Regions from separate parts of the Sus scrofa genome. Here all the other regions are linked to region 3. The links are chromatin contacts, called in public HiChIP or PLAC-seq maps. All regions are on one chromosome and are shown on one strand. The core of a region is the stretch at or near the end of the contact, and the rest is flanking DNA. Distances in the headings are between cores, read along the strand shown.

Evidence for each region. HiChIP or PLAC-seq counts read pairs in DNA pulled down with a chosen protein or histone mark.
Region 1: an H3K27ac HiChIP or PLAC-seq map of skeletal muscle shows a contact between it and region 3, with 5 times the contacts expected there. The contact joins two enhancer-like sites. A contact is called at or near these places in 2 of 47 Hi-C or Micro-C datasets (omental adipose tissue and retroperitoneal adipose tissue) and 1 of 2 datasets of contacts at active chromatin or transcription factors (skeletal muscle).
Region 2: a contact with region 3 is called in an H3K27ac HiChIP or PLAC-seq map of skeletal muscle. The contact joins two enhancer-like sites. A contact is called at or near these places in 5 of 47 Hi-C or Micro-C datasets (adipocytes, alveolar macrophages, embryonic fibroblasts and 2 more) and 2 of 2 datasets of contacts at active chromatin or transcription factors (alveolar macrophages and skeletal muscle).
Region 4: an H3K27ac HiChIP or PLAC-seq map of skeletal muscle shows a contact between it and region 3, with 2.0 times the contacts expected there. The contact joins two enhancer-like sites. A contact is called at or near these places in 1 of 47 Hi-C or Micro-C datasets (embryonic fibroblasts) and 1 of 2 datasets of contacts at active chromatin or transcription factors (skeletal muscle).

Annotation. Positions count from the first base shown.
Region 1 is chr7:112,451,442-112,454,992 of Sscrofa11.1, reverse strand. All of the region lies in intron 4 of TTC7B (tetratricopeptide repeat protein 7B), which reads left to right. Among named protein-coding and RNA genes, the nearest start is that of TTC7B, 66 kb to the left of the region's middle. Within about 2 kb of position 1,437, at least 8 of the 83 cell types and tissues checked have an H3K27ac peak or open chromatin away from gene starts, as enhancers often do. A contact at or near this core is called in skeletal muscle, where this site is marked.
Region 2 is chr7:112,359,103-112,362,368 of Sscrofa11.1, reverse strand. It overlaps TTC7B (tetratricopeptide repeat protein 7B), which reads left to right. Exons shown (of 20, transcript XM_021099609.1): 15 at 464-624. Among named protein-coding and RNA genes, the nearest start is that of TTC7B, 160 kb to the left of the region's middle. Within about 2 kb of position 1,453, at least 27 of the 83 cell types and tissues checked have an H3K27ac peak or open chromatin away from gene starts, as enhancers often do. A contact at or near this core is called in skeletal muscle, where this site is marked.
Region 3 is chr7:112,049,002-112,052,525 of Sscrofa11.1, reverse strand. NRDE2 (protein NRDE2 homolog) reads left to right here. Exons shown (of 14, transcript XM_021099603.1): 10 at 1-245; 11 at 1,271-2,199; 12 at 3,276-3,414. Among named protein-coding and RNA genes, the nearest start is that of PSMC1, 23 kb to the right of the region's middle. Within about 2 kb of position 1,940, at least 9 of the 83 cell types and tissues checked have an H3K27ac peak or open chromatin away from gene starts, as enhancers often do. A contact at or near this core is called in skeletal muscle, where this site is marked.
Region 4 is chr7:112,309,021-112,312,152 of Sscrofa11.1, reverse strand. The region is part of intron 18 of TTC7B (tetratricopeptide repeat protein 7B); the gene reads left to right. Among named protein-coding and RNA genes, the nearest start is that of CALM1, 150 kb to the right of the region's middle. Within about 2 kb of position 1,417, at least 1 of the 83 cell types and tissues checked has an H3K27ac peak or open chromatin away from gene starts, as enhancers often do. A contact at or near this core is called in skeletal muscle, where this site is marked.

The sequences.
Region 1 (3,551 bases), core at 188-2,687, 400 kb before region 3:
CGTGAGGACGGGGGTTTAATCCCTGGCCTCATTCAGTGGGTTAAGTTCCTGTGAGCTGTGGTGTAGATCGCAGATGCAGCTCAGATCCGGCGTTGCTATGGCTGAGGTGTAAACCGGCAGCTGTAGTTCGGATTTGACCCCTAGCCTGGGAACTTCCATGTGCTGCTGGTGCTACCCTAAAAAAAAAAAAAGAAAAAGAAAAATTTAAAATAAACATGCTGCTTTATTAAAAATGTTAAATAATTTGAAAGAGAATTTATGGAGTAAATTTATTTCTGGAGAATCTGGTTTTCTGTTTCGTGCATGGACATAAGGTTCCGGAGTCTCCATATCACATCCTGTCTGGGTTCTGAATTTCTCTTACCTGGCTGTTTGATCTTGGTCCAGTTGTTTCTGTGTGCTTCACACTTCCAAGTTCGTGGTGGGGTTCATACCGCCTGACTTGTCTGAGGCTAGAAACCCAGTGAGCCGCCAGTGTTTTCCGCCCAGGATGATAGGAGCTTTCCCCGTGTTATTTTCCTTCCTTGTTCCAAACGTGGAGGGAGGGCCACGGACACATAGAATATGTGAGATCTGTGTACACCGAATACTTGTGCAGTGTTGTCCTTGTTATATTAGGGTTACAGAGACCGCCACTGATAGTTTTTTTTTTTTTTTTTTTTTGCAACTCCCGCACCAAAACTGTATTTTGTAAATTTTGACCCCTTATTACTCCCATGTTATGGTATTTTCAACTGTCAAGTGTACAAGGTAAAGACAAAATTTAGTTAGATGGGGGTTGCACCTGGAACATAAATTTCTTAAACTCCATATACACATGTTCTCCGAAGGGGAATAAAAGATACCTCCCAAACTGTGCATATAGAATACTTGAATCAAGTAAATCAAATTAACATAGATAGGATTAAAAATGACATGAGATGGCCTTGATTCGCTTATCTGGGGACTTTGGCATGACGCCAGCAGTAAATAAAGTTATCTGCCCTACAAGGAGCTTCTGGCGGGGGCGGGGAGATGTGATAGGAATAAAGGTGACTTCATCCTTGAATAGCAGAATCTGAGCTCTGCGTTTGGCAAATGAAATCATCCTGTCTCTGTCCTTTGCACGCATCAGCCAACCGGCTGGCTCTGGCTTTCTCGAGCTGAAGCAGCGCCACAGTGGAACTCGACCTTCTGCTGACAGTTCATTCCTTTCACACCTTATTTTAGAAAAGAAGTTAATGCTAAATGGCGGGACAGGCATAGAGTTTTTTTCACGGGTGGCTTCAGCGCTAAAGTCTTAGGAAGAAACAACTGGTGTCTTGGTATTGCGGGGCCAGCCCCCAGCCCAGAGTTCTCCGTGCATCAGGCGTCGTTCGCTGGTCAGCAGGGTCAGCCCTCCTGTGGCCTGTGCCTCCCTCCAGGAAGAACTTGCAGTGACACGGCTGGATTGGCTTAAGGTTGCTGTGTGTCTTGAACTTAAACCCTGTGTCCTCGGAAAAGTACTCAGCGCTGCGGATGCAGAAGGAGGGGTGTGACTCTGGCGGTGCCAGTGGCTGTGCTTTTGGCTTTAAAACGTGAGACAGTAAAGACAGATTCTTCCTTCCTCTCCCCTTGCCTGTCCCCGTCATTTCACTCAAGCCAGAGCAGCAAGTTGCGGTTCATGGCTTAAGGTAGTACATCTGAATGAGTTACTTCCTTAAAGAAATGTCAAGAAACCCACTGGCCAGGAAGTTGCTCTGACTTTGAGCCTGCCCTCTGACTGGCCGGAGAGGAGGCTACCACACACTTAAAACTGAGTTAGAAAAGTCTGGCAACCAGGAAAGAATAATAGCTAATTTTAATTTTTGTACGTTCTTGGTTGGTCTTTGTCCTCATAGTGTTGTAGCATTAAAGGGTTTTTCTATCTGTCTTTTTTGGCTCAACATTTTGTCAGAACCTCAAAGTGTTTTTATGGCTCTAGAATATTTTATCAAGTGGATGGCCTCTGTGATATAATTCACTTATAGCTGCGTATAATCTGTTTTTCTGATGCTATGATGCAGTTTCCTTTGGGAGCTTCCCTTTGTTTTGCATTGTTTCCGAAAGGCAGGTTCCCAGAAATGTGTGTGTCCAGTTGCTTCTTACAAGTCATCTTCTACCCCTGGCAGTACAGGAGGGTCGAAATTGTTTTAAAGTCACTTTGCTGATTTGCTTGGTGAAAATGGTACTTTGCAGTTTGGTCTGTGTTTCTTTGACTCTCAGTCAGATTGAAATTTTTTCCATCTATTTCCTTACTAACTATATCTTTTTTCTGGTCTTTTCTTTTTTTAAATCACAGCATTATGAAAATATAATTCACATACCATAGAATTTACCCATGAAAGTGTTCAATTTAATAGTTTTTAATGGAATCACAGTTGTGCAACTGTCACCAATATTTAATTCCAAAACATTTTCATCAACCCCAAAAGAAACCCATTAGCAGTCACTCCCCATTTACCTCCTATTTCCCTAGTCTCTATAGATTTGAATATTCTGGACATTTCATATAGAACTATACAATATGTGGTCTTTTATGACTGCTTTCTTTGGCTTAACATAATGTTCTCAAGATTCATCCATGTTGCAGCACTCATTGGTACTTCATTTCTTTTTTTTTTTTTAATTGTTTGGTTTTTTTGGCCGGGTCTGTGGCGTGTGGAAGTTCCTGGGCCAGGTATCGAGCCCAAGCTACAGAAGTGACCTGGGCCACTGCAGCGACAACACCAGATCCTTAACCTGCTGCGCTGCAAGGGAACTCCCTCCATTTCTTTTTATTGCCAAATAATATGCCATCGTATGGATATACCACATTGTGTTTATCCGTTCATCATTTTATCATTTATCATTTGGGTTGTTTCCACTTTGGGCTATTATAATAATGCTGCTGTAACTAGTTGTAAACAAGATTTTGTGTGGACAAAGTTTTTCATTTTTCCTAGGAGTGAAATCGCTAGGTCGTGTGGTCACTTTATGTTTAACCGTTATATTTCTTTTTTGACTCTTTGTATACTTTCTCTCTGGTTTTGAGGTGTAGTAGTATTCTTATAATTTCAATAAAGTCTTTATGCCATAAATACATTAACCTTTTATCATGTTTGCTCTGAATGATTTCCCAATCAGTAATTTTCCATTTTTAACGTGCTCATAAATTTAAACCTGTATATAGTAGTTGAATCTGATTATCTTTTTTATTACATTTATTTCATTGGGGGATTTTTGCTTTATATATTGCATATCTTTTTTATTATTATAGTATCGTTGATTTACAGTGTTGTGCCAGTTTCTGCTGCACAGCAAAGTGACCCAGGCATACATATATACATATATATAAATGCATCTTTTTCTCCTATTATCTTCCATCATGTTCATTGTTTTAAAGCTGAAATATTAGGATAAACCTTATCTAGGATTTAAAAAGTTTCCAACCATTTTCCACATTTTTAAAAACAACTTTTAACTTCCAGATCTTCTTGGAGAGGTTTATTTTGATGTATGATATTAGGTCTGACTCTAATGGTTTTTCCAAATTTCAGTGCCACTTTAACATG
Region 2 (3,266 bases), core at 204-2,703, 310 kb before region 3:
TTATTAATAAGTATCGTCAGCAATACTTAAAAAAAGAGAGAGAGAGAGAAAACAGTTCAGCTAAGACTGTTTAACTTCGCTAAAAACTTCTGGCAATTTGTTATGTGTCTCCATTTAGAATGAAGTTATCTCGGGCATAATGAAAAGTAAATCAGTTTTGTGGAAAGAGAGAAACCGTTTGTTTAGGGAGAAACAAGGGATTTGGTATGGGCTGTTCTCCTGGGAAACAAGAGTCTCTTGTGTCACTTCATTCGTCACACTGTCACTTGAAGGAGGCCTCTGTTTCCACATCTGTGGTTCACATCTCGGGACTGTCAGAAAGACAGCTTCACATGCGGCAGAAAGGGAAGCAGCTCCTGATAGTGACAGAGCGTCAGGTGCTCAAGTGGTGGCTTCGTGTGTGTGTGTGTGTGTGTGTGTGTGTGTGTGCGTAACAAGTCTTTTCGGTTTTGTTTTAAACCAGATACCCGAGGCTCTGGGATACGTCCGCCAAGCCCTTCAACTTCAAGGCGACGATGCCAACTCCCTGCACCTCCTTGCCCTCCTGCTCTCAGCACAGAAGCATTACCATGACGCCCTGAACATCATTGACATGGCCCTGAGTGAATACCCAGAAAACTTTATGTAAGTCTTGTCCCGTAGATGGAAGGTGTTACATTTACTTCTTTCCCGTGCCTTCTCTTCAGCCTGTCTAAGCCCTTCACGGGACACCCCAGCGGCAAACAGTACAGAATTCCCCTCCCTCTTGCTTTCTCGTGATGTTTAGACACGAACGTCATCTGTCAGGTCAACCTTCCTAAACTGAAATTCTCTCCGTTCTTCCCCCATGTATACCTTTGGGGCACACCCGATGATTTTAAATGGATTATGGTGAACATTTTTATATTGATAGGCATTTTAAAAGGTTCATGAGAAAAAAATACAGCTGCACAGCAAAGTGTGATTTCATAGAATTGTTGCCCAGAGGGAGACTCTTAAGAATTTTTAAATGAGCTGTTTTAAATTCAATTTAAAGGAACATATTAATATACGTGGAGGTGGCAGAAGCTGTATGGAGCAAACTCCAAAGACTGAAATTTGGGAAACGTTGCTTTACAGCTTCTTTGCCCTACGTTGCCAAGGACGCTCATTAGTTCCAGGTGATTAGTATATTTTAGGCAACTTTGACAAGGATACCTGACCTCTCTGTATCTTCGTTTTATTCTCTAAGAAGTGGAATTCCTTCAGTCCGTCAACAGTGTCTGCAAGTAATCCAAGAGTTGTCCTTACAAACTGCCATGTGATGGAATTGTCTGCTTATCTCCACCTCTTCCCTCTGAATCCCTGAATCCAGGCCCGCTGGTTAGGCTCTGTTGAGAAGGACATTGTCTTTTGGGCGACACGGTTCCCATTTTATCCTCAGTGGAGTAGCTTAGTAACCAGCGGCCAGAAACAGTAAACAGTCGCGCAGGCTGGCAGGTTCTAATTGTCTAAGTGGCAGGGTCAGCAGTGGGCGGGGGCCGGGGGAGAAGGGAAGGCTGGCTCTCTTCACTTTCAGAAATAATGCAGTCGCAAATTTGAAGTGGATCGGCCTTGGCTTTATTTCTCTGCCTCATCACCTCACTGTGGTTTTAATCAGTGTGTTTCAGCAGCTCCCCTTGGAAAATTGGTTCACACATTTCCATTACAAACATTGCTTTGTCTTCAAGTGAAAAGGGCACTTCTCCTGTCCCCGTCGAGAAAATTCTCATTATAATCCAGGAAACCTCTGACTAGAGAGTTCTTTTGTAGGTTCAGCTATTTATGCAGAGTGAATTAAAGAGCTTTGCTGCAGTGTTTCACTTCTTGCCGATCTCAAACCTGCTCTTTTGCACACCGAGTACATTTCTGGATTTTATCCAAAGCTGTCTAGTCCGTGGAACCTTAGAGGGTGCAAGCACTTAAAAAAATACCCAGGCCTTTACCCATCAGTCGTAAAGCACAGCCTGATGCAATTGCATTCGGTGTCTCTCACCAACATTTATAAATTAGCCGTCCCTCCCCAGCACCTTCCTTAGCTGTGAGACATTAGACTCCAGTGTGTGGCTCCTGCAAAGACAGCCTGGGGTGTCATCCGAGAGGAGGCTTATTAAACTAATAGCCACACCGCACAGTAAGCAGTAAACAGTGGTGGCTAATATGGTAATGCCTCCAAGTGACAGCAGCTGACAGCCTTTTCAAGTAGTAGAACTAAGGAACAGCAGTAGAGATATTTGAGGAATGCAAGCCTGTTATTTTAATGTTAAGCTGTAAGCTCAAAAAAGCCAAGCATATGGCAGCAGGGCTGAGAGCAGTGGATGACTTGTTTGCTTTTTAAATATTTGTATTTTTTCCTTTGTGATGGGAAACTTCTTCCCAAGAACCCTTTATTAAAAGTTGGGGCCAGATGTATTCAGTGGATCCCATGGTTTTTTTTTTTTTTTTTTTTTTTTTTTCTTTCCCCCCAACCTAGGTCAAACATTTCAACACCAACCTAAACAAGATGACGTGGGCACTTGTCCCAACTGCCATGTAGCATTATCTGTTTGTTTGTGACAAGCCTGTCTCCAGCAGAGGAAGCCTGGGATGGCCTCGTGTTTCTCGAGTCTGAGTGGCCATTAACCTCCCACGGGCTGCGTCTGTGGTAGGTGGCTCGTCAGCCTCTGCTGGATGGAGGTGAGAGCCCGTCCCACTGTGAGGGTCAGGCCTGCCCAACTGTTGAACGGAGAGCTCACTTAACCGGCCTCCGAGCCTGATGCAGAGAAGTACAGAATTTTTTGGTCCCTGTTAAGTTTATTCAAGATACTTAACCACCAACTTATCTCATGGCGACAGTAAGGATGGGTAAACACTGGCTAGACCAGCTGCTCCTCCAAGGGCGTTCAGCTGTCCTCGCAAGCACTTTGAAGGCATTTGTGCGTGGTTCTCCATGGTAGAGAGGAATTCATATTTTATCACTACTGCTAATACAGTGTCTTCAAATGTGATGTTTTAGAATGCTTTAAAATTTTAAAATGTTGAGTAGAAGCAAAATACTATTTATTAAATCTATATAAGATAATAATATAGGAGTTCCTGTTGTAGCTCAGCAGTAATGAACCTGACTGGTATCCATGATCCCTGGCCCCAGTCAGTGAGTTAAGGATCCAGCCGTTGCCCTGAGCTGTGGTGTAGGTCGCAGATGCAGCTCGGATCCCGTGTTACTGCGGCTGTAGCTCTGACTCCACCCCTAGCCTGGGAACTTCCACATGTTGCAGGTGGGGCCCTTA
Region 3 (3,524 bases), core at 691-3,190:
ATGAAAACAGCATCTTCGATAATGGACTTTATGATGAAAGGCCCTTGACTTTCCTCAACCTTTCATTTTCTGGCATCAGCTGTGTCGGCCGCACGGACCAGTTAGGTTGCCGGCGCTGGACCAGGGGTCACCATCGAGAGGGCGAGGAGTTCATCCGCAACGTCTTCCACCTTGTGATGCCTTTGTTTTCAGGCACGGAGAGGTCTCAGCTCTGCTTCTCCTGGTTACGGTACGAGATCGCAAAGGTAACTCCGGCATCCTCCCCCCACCTCATTTCCTGCCGCTGTTTGTAGGTGGGATGGCCAGGTGCTGGTGTTCTTCAGGGCGCTGGGCCACAGCCGTCCTTCTTCAGGGTCCCAATAGGCCCTGGGGTTGTAGCTGTCCCTTATGAGGGGCCCCGGGAAGAGGAGAGCAAAGCCCAGCTCGTCAGTGGTCAGTGGCGGGGGAGCTGTTTGTTGCATTGATTCTTTATCACCAGATGTCCGTGATTATGTGAGCAGTTAGTGTCAAGAACAGAGCTTAAGCTTAAGCAGGGTTAGAGGATTTAGGGGCTTATTAAAATAGATAAAATAAGCTACTTACCCTGCTCTTTATAGCTATTATCTGCAAAATTCCTCTAGGGTTGACTCTTCTGCCCTCTGCTGGCCACCAGGTAGTATTGAATTTTAACACCCAAAGTTCTGACCCTTTAACTGCAGGTTGCACACACCAGGCTGTATTACTTAAATAGTGTCTGGTAGGAGTTCCCATCGTGGCTCAGTGGTTAACAAACCCGACTAGCATCCATGAGGACGCAGCTTCGATTCCTGGCCTTGCTCAGTGGGTTAAGGATCTGGCATTGCCATGAGCTGTGGTATATGTTGCAGATGCAGCTCAGATCTAGCATTGCTGTGGCTGCGGTGTAGGCCTGTGGCTATTGCTCCGATTCAGCCCCTAGCATGGGAACCTCCATATGCTGTGGGTGCAGCCCTAGAAAGATAAAAAAGACAAAAAAAAAAAAAAAAAAAGTAAAATCTCGTGGTCACCTTCGTTTGGAGACGAGCATTTGAAGTATGTAAGCCTTGTTTATAGAGGTTTTGGTTGGAAAGCTGGATATGTTCATTTGGGGGCACCTATGGCTTTGGTAAAATCCTGATTTGTTTCCCGGTTCAGAGAGTCTAAGCGTTTACCGAAACACATGACGAAGGAAGGCAGCCTAGACGCTGTAGGACAAAGGGATTGCTTTAACCCCACAGAGCACTTGGAGTCATTCTTGTCTTCTTACCTTTAGGTCATTTGGTGTCTGCACACTAAAAACAAGAAGAGATTAAAGTCACAAGGAAAGAACTGCAAAAAACTAGCCAAGAATCTCCTTAAGGAGCCAGACAACCGCAACAATTTTTGCCTCTGGAAGCAATATGCGCACCTGGAGTGGCTGCTCGGCAACACAGAAGATGCCAGAAAAGTTTTTGATACAGCACTCAGCATAGCAGGGAGCAGAGAACTGAAGGACCACGAGCTCTGTGAGCTGAGTCTCCTCTATGCTGAGCTGGAGGTGGAGCTGCTGCCTGACATGAGAGGGGCCGCTACAGCCCGAGCTGTCCACATACTGACCAGACTGACCGAGAACGGGCCCTACGGGCCTTACACGGGGCAGGTCTTGGCTGTTCACATTTTGAAAGCTCGGAAGGCTTATGAGCACGCGCTGCAGGACTGTTTGGGGGAGGGCTCTCTCTCCGATCCAGCTCCCCCTGATTCCTCCAACCGCCTGGTTAGCTTGGTTAAATGCTTTATGCTTTTCCAGTATTTGACCACTGGGATTGATGCTGCTGTGCGGATATATGAGCAGGTGTTTGCGAAACTCAAGGGCTCTGTGTCCGCCGAGGGCTGTGGCCTGGAGGGCAGCTCGAGCCCTCGGAGCCTGAGCGGTGTCCTCGAGGCTGCCGCCCTGATGCACACGAGCCTGCTCAGATTCCACATGAAAGTCAGCGTCTACCCTCTGGCTCCTCTGCGAGAGGCTCTCTCGGAGGCTCTAAAGTTGTATCCTGGCAACCAGGTTCTTTGGAGGTCATATGTACAGATTCAGAATAAGTCCCACAGTGCCAGTAAGACCAGAAGATTCTTCAACACAATGACCAGGTCTGCCAAACCCTTGGAGCCATGGTTGTTTGCAATTGAAGCTGAGAGAATGAGGAAAAGCCTGGTGGAAACCGTGCAGAGGTAATGATGGAGCGTTTTGTTCATGTGTCCACAAACCATTAAGCAATGCTTGCCGGTTGCCTGCTGCCTGCCAGGCCTCAGGAATGCAGAAACGAGTGTGGGCCAGGCCCTGGAACACCTGCTGTGGGTGGGCTCAAGGGCGTAGAATAACTCACTGAAAAAGTAATTAGAGACTTGCCAGCAGCAGCAGTTTTCGTTAGAAGCTTTTGTGGCTTTCTTCCTAGACTGCGCCTTTTGGGATCCTGAATGTAGCTTATGGTGCCTGAGTGGGGACTGCCAGGGCTTCAGGTGTCCGAGAAGCTGTAGAAAAGCATAGTGGCCAAGAACGTGGGCTCTGGAGTTGGAATCTGGGGTCAAATCCAGCTCCTCCACATACCAGCTGTGTGATCTGGCCAAGTCTCTCATGTCTGTGGAAGGTTCCTTTTCTGCAAAATGGGAATAATTTAGAGAACCTACCTCAGAGAGTTGCTGGCGGGGGGGGGGGGGGGAAGTGCTGAGCGCAAAGTAACAAAGTACTAGCCTCTGCTGTCATGACTGATGGTAACAGTGGCATGTTTTAAGTGTCATCCTTTGATACAGTAGTTTATCTAAAGGCTAAATGATAGGCTTGGGAACATATTAGCTAAGGTATCGTGATTCCTTCCAGAATCTTTATGGTTATAAATTGACTGTTCAGAATTGCTTCTGGATAGTATTTCAGTTTACTTTTTTTTTTTTTTTAATTTCTTGCATGAGGTTTTATTTAGTCTGCTTTCAGTTGAAAGGTGTTTCCTTCCCATACAGTAAAATTTGCATTCTGCTGATGAGAAGGTCGGTTTTCCTTAGAAAACCGAGAAGCAAGGAGTTTGTGAGCCTTCTAGGCAGACTCAGCGTGGTGGAGGCACCACAGAACCATGGATGCAGGCTTCTTCCGGCCCTGGAAGAGCCACAGCGTACCCGTACCTGCCCCCAGCACCCTCAGATTGGGGGACAGCACCAGTCCAGTTGTCACTGGCGTTTGCTGTACTTGCGGATCTCTTCCTACTGCGGTGTAGGGATGAGAGCTGTCTCGGAGTGATGGTGCCTTTGTCTCGTAGGGTGGACGGGAGAGAGGTCCATGCCACCATTCCCGAGACCGGCCTGACACACCGGATCAGTGCCCTGTTTGAACAAGCATTGCGGAGTGACCACGGCAGCCAGTGCCCCTTATTGTGGAGGATGTATTTGAAGTTTTTGGTAAGTTTTTGTCTCTCTGTCCTCCTTCCTAAGTGCGATGTGTAGGTGGCCAGTAGCCATTGCACTGGGGACTGGGAGGCTTCCCCCTACACCTCGGCCTTGGCTCATCC
Region 4 (3,132 bases), core at 168-2,667, 260 kb before region 3:
TTATTTATTGTTATTCTATTTTTTTTTTTTTGCCAAGCAATTTTTATTTTTACATTTATCAGTCCTCTCTTCATAGCAGCTGGGCATCCCCTGATATTTAGACAGCAACTACACACTTTTGTGGTCTCTTTTCCTAAAAGTTCCATGTATCTCCCAGTGCCATTTGTATAAGCACCGTCTTATAAAGAAAGTCGGAAGAGTTGTTTTACTCCATTTGGCAGAAGGGAAATCGGACTAGACCGAAGCCAGCACCTCTTCCATCTCATTGGGGCAGGGGTCGGGAGAGTTGAAGCCAAGCATCTTATGTTTGTTGCACTTGACACCAAGCTCCCTAGGAAACATCTACCCCCTTCTTGAGCATGCGCACCTTATCGCTGGCCACTGCAGAGTCACACTTCCCAGTCAGTCAGACTGGAACCAGAGTCTTCCCCAGGCCAAGTGGCTTCTTAGTGCCCATCCTTCAATCTCCACTTTGGGATGGCAGCTAAAAATGACTTTGCAGTAGGTGGATAATTTCTGCTTGTTACTTACTAATAATTATAGCTTTCACTTTGGCACCTCTCACAGTTGAAACCAGCGGCTATTCTTAGATGTGCAAGATCAGATTTTCTGATTTCTGCTGGGAATGTAAAGCTGTGATCCACACATGCATTCCTTGGCCCTGGCTCGACCCGGCCAGTTCACCTCCCCCCGCCACCAGGCTTCTCCCAGCCCCTGGGAAGCTGGGTTGAAGCGTAATCCTGTAGCATGGCCACCATGACGAGATGAAGACAGCTCCTGGACAGGTGGCGTGAGGGTCACTGCACAGGGAGTGCCTGCGGGAGGGAACACGCAGTACCCAGGGGGCAGGCCCGCCCTGACGCAGTGCCAATCTCCATGGGTCAGTCCCGCCAGATCTGCCCCTTCTACGGCCCCAGGGGTTTGGATTCCTGTCTACAGTGTGCAGGAAGCTAACGTTTACCAGGCACTGTGCATGTGTCAGACGTTATTCCAAGGACTTTCTTTGTTTTAACTTGGTTCATCCTTGTAATAGGCACCCAAGGCCGAAATACTCTTCATCACCCCCATTTTACCAACAAAGAGACTAAGACAATAGCTCTCAAGTCACCTGGGGTTACATGGTTAATCAGTGGAGAAGCGAGAATTCAAACCCAGTCAGTGTGGCCCCAGAACCCCAGCCCCTGCCCAGGGCAGGCACTGAGCCCCATGCGCACAGAATCTGTGCACATCGGCGTTTGTGCTGCCTTCGGGGCGAGGCTCTGGAGTGCCCTGGTCAGAAGACAGACACAGGCTCAGCCTTCATGGAGTTTGAGATGAGAAACGGAACAATTGCAGAAGCACTTGATTCCCCCCGCGCCAAGAGCCGAGTGCCCTGGCTGGGGGGGTAGTGCGGGCTCTGCCAGCACTGGGAATAGAGATCTTCCCCAGCCGAGGCCAGCCGAGACCTGAGCACTGGCAGGTGCAGGACGCCTGCGGGCAGGCCTGCAGACCGCGTGAGCTCTGAGCGTTAGAGGCCACAGGGCCTGAAGCCAAAATAGGAAGACTTGCATGGCCAAGGTGAGGTGGGAAGAGCCAGCCCTGGTGACCAGGTCAAGATCTCTTCCTAAACACACTGAAAAGCTGTGGAAGGATGTCCAGCAGGGGGTGAAAGGCCCAGAGGGAGGTTTCTAAGATCCCACCCGCTGAGTGTGGGGCGCGGAGTGGGAGGCAGCACAGTGGAAAGGGTGGGTCAGGACCACGGGTCTGCGTGACCAAGGGGAACAGCTGGTCTGAAGTGGCATCAAGAGGCTGGAGAGAAGGGAAACCTGAGATGCATTTTCCAGGTAGAACTGATGGGACCTGCTGATAGATTAGACGTGGGGGTGAAGGCAAAGGAGCCCTGTGTTGGGGCTGGAGTCGGCGGGTGACTGATGATTCCACGTTCTGCCATGGGGCGGGGGAAATGGATGGGCAGGGCTCAGGGAGCAAGAGAAACCAGAGTCCTGTTCGAACCCTATTTGAGCCCTTTTTTTTTTTAATTTGAGTGTGTCGGGTGCCTGGGGACATGCAAGTGAAGGTGTCAGGTCGGTGGCTGGATATTCAAGTCTACACTTGAGATTTCGGCTCGAAACATAAGTTGGGAGTAGGAGTTAAAGCCCAGGGCTGTGATGAGAAGGCCTAGGAAGAGACTATTGACGGAGGAGAGAAAGGGCCAGGACCCAAACCTGAGCCCCCAACATTTAAAATTTAGGGAGGAGAGGAAAAGCCAAAGGATCAGGAAGGAAGTGGGCAGCAAGGCAGGAGGAAACCAGGGCCAAGGGGGTTTACAAAGGAGCCTGCCCGGTGCGATGATCGAGGACTCGGACCCGTGGAGGTCCTGGTCCTACATGGTCTAGCAGTGGTACCTACTCCCTCGAGCCCTAGTCTTCTTCTCTGCAAAACAGTGACAGTTGTGACAGTCCCACAGGACAATGCTCAGAGAGGGTTAAGCAGGTAGCATCTACTGTCTATTAAAAGAAAGGTCTTCGGAGTTCCAGTCCTGGCTCAGCGGTAATGATCTCGACTAGGATCCATGAGGATGCGGGTTCCATCCTTGGCCTCACTCCATGGGTTAAGGATCCAGCGTTGCCGTGAGCTGTGGTGTAGGTCACAGATGTGACTTGGATCTGGCGTGGCTGTGGCTGTGGCATAAGCCAGCAGCTGCAGCTCCAATCTGACCCCTAGCCTGGGAACCTCCATATGCTGCAGTGCGGCCCTAAAAAGATAGATGGATGGATAGATAGATAGATAGATACATAGATTGATAGATAGATAAATGATACATGGATGGATAGATGATACATGGATGGATAGATGGATGGATAGATGGATGGATAGATAGATGATATGTAGATGGATGGATAGATGATACATACGTAGATGGATGGGTAGATAGATGATACATACGTAGATGGATGGATAGATAGATGATACGTAGATGGATGGATAGATAGATGATACATACGTAGATGGATGGATAGATAGATGATACATATGTAGATGGATGGGTAGATAGATGATACGTAGATGGATGGATAAATAGATGATACATATGTAGATGGATGGATAGATAGATGATACATATGTAGATGGATGGGTAGATAGATGATACGT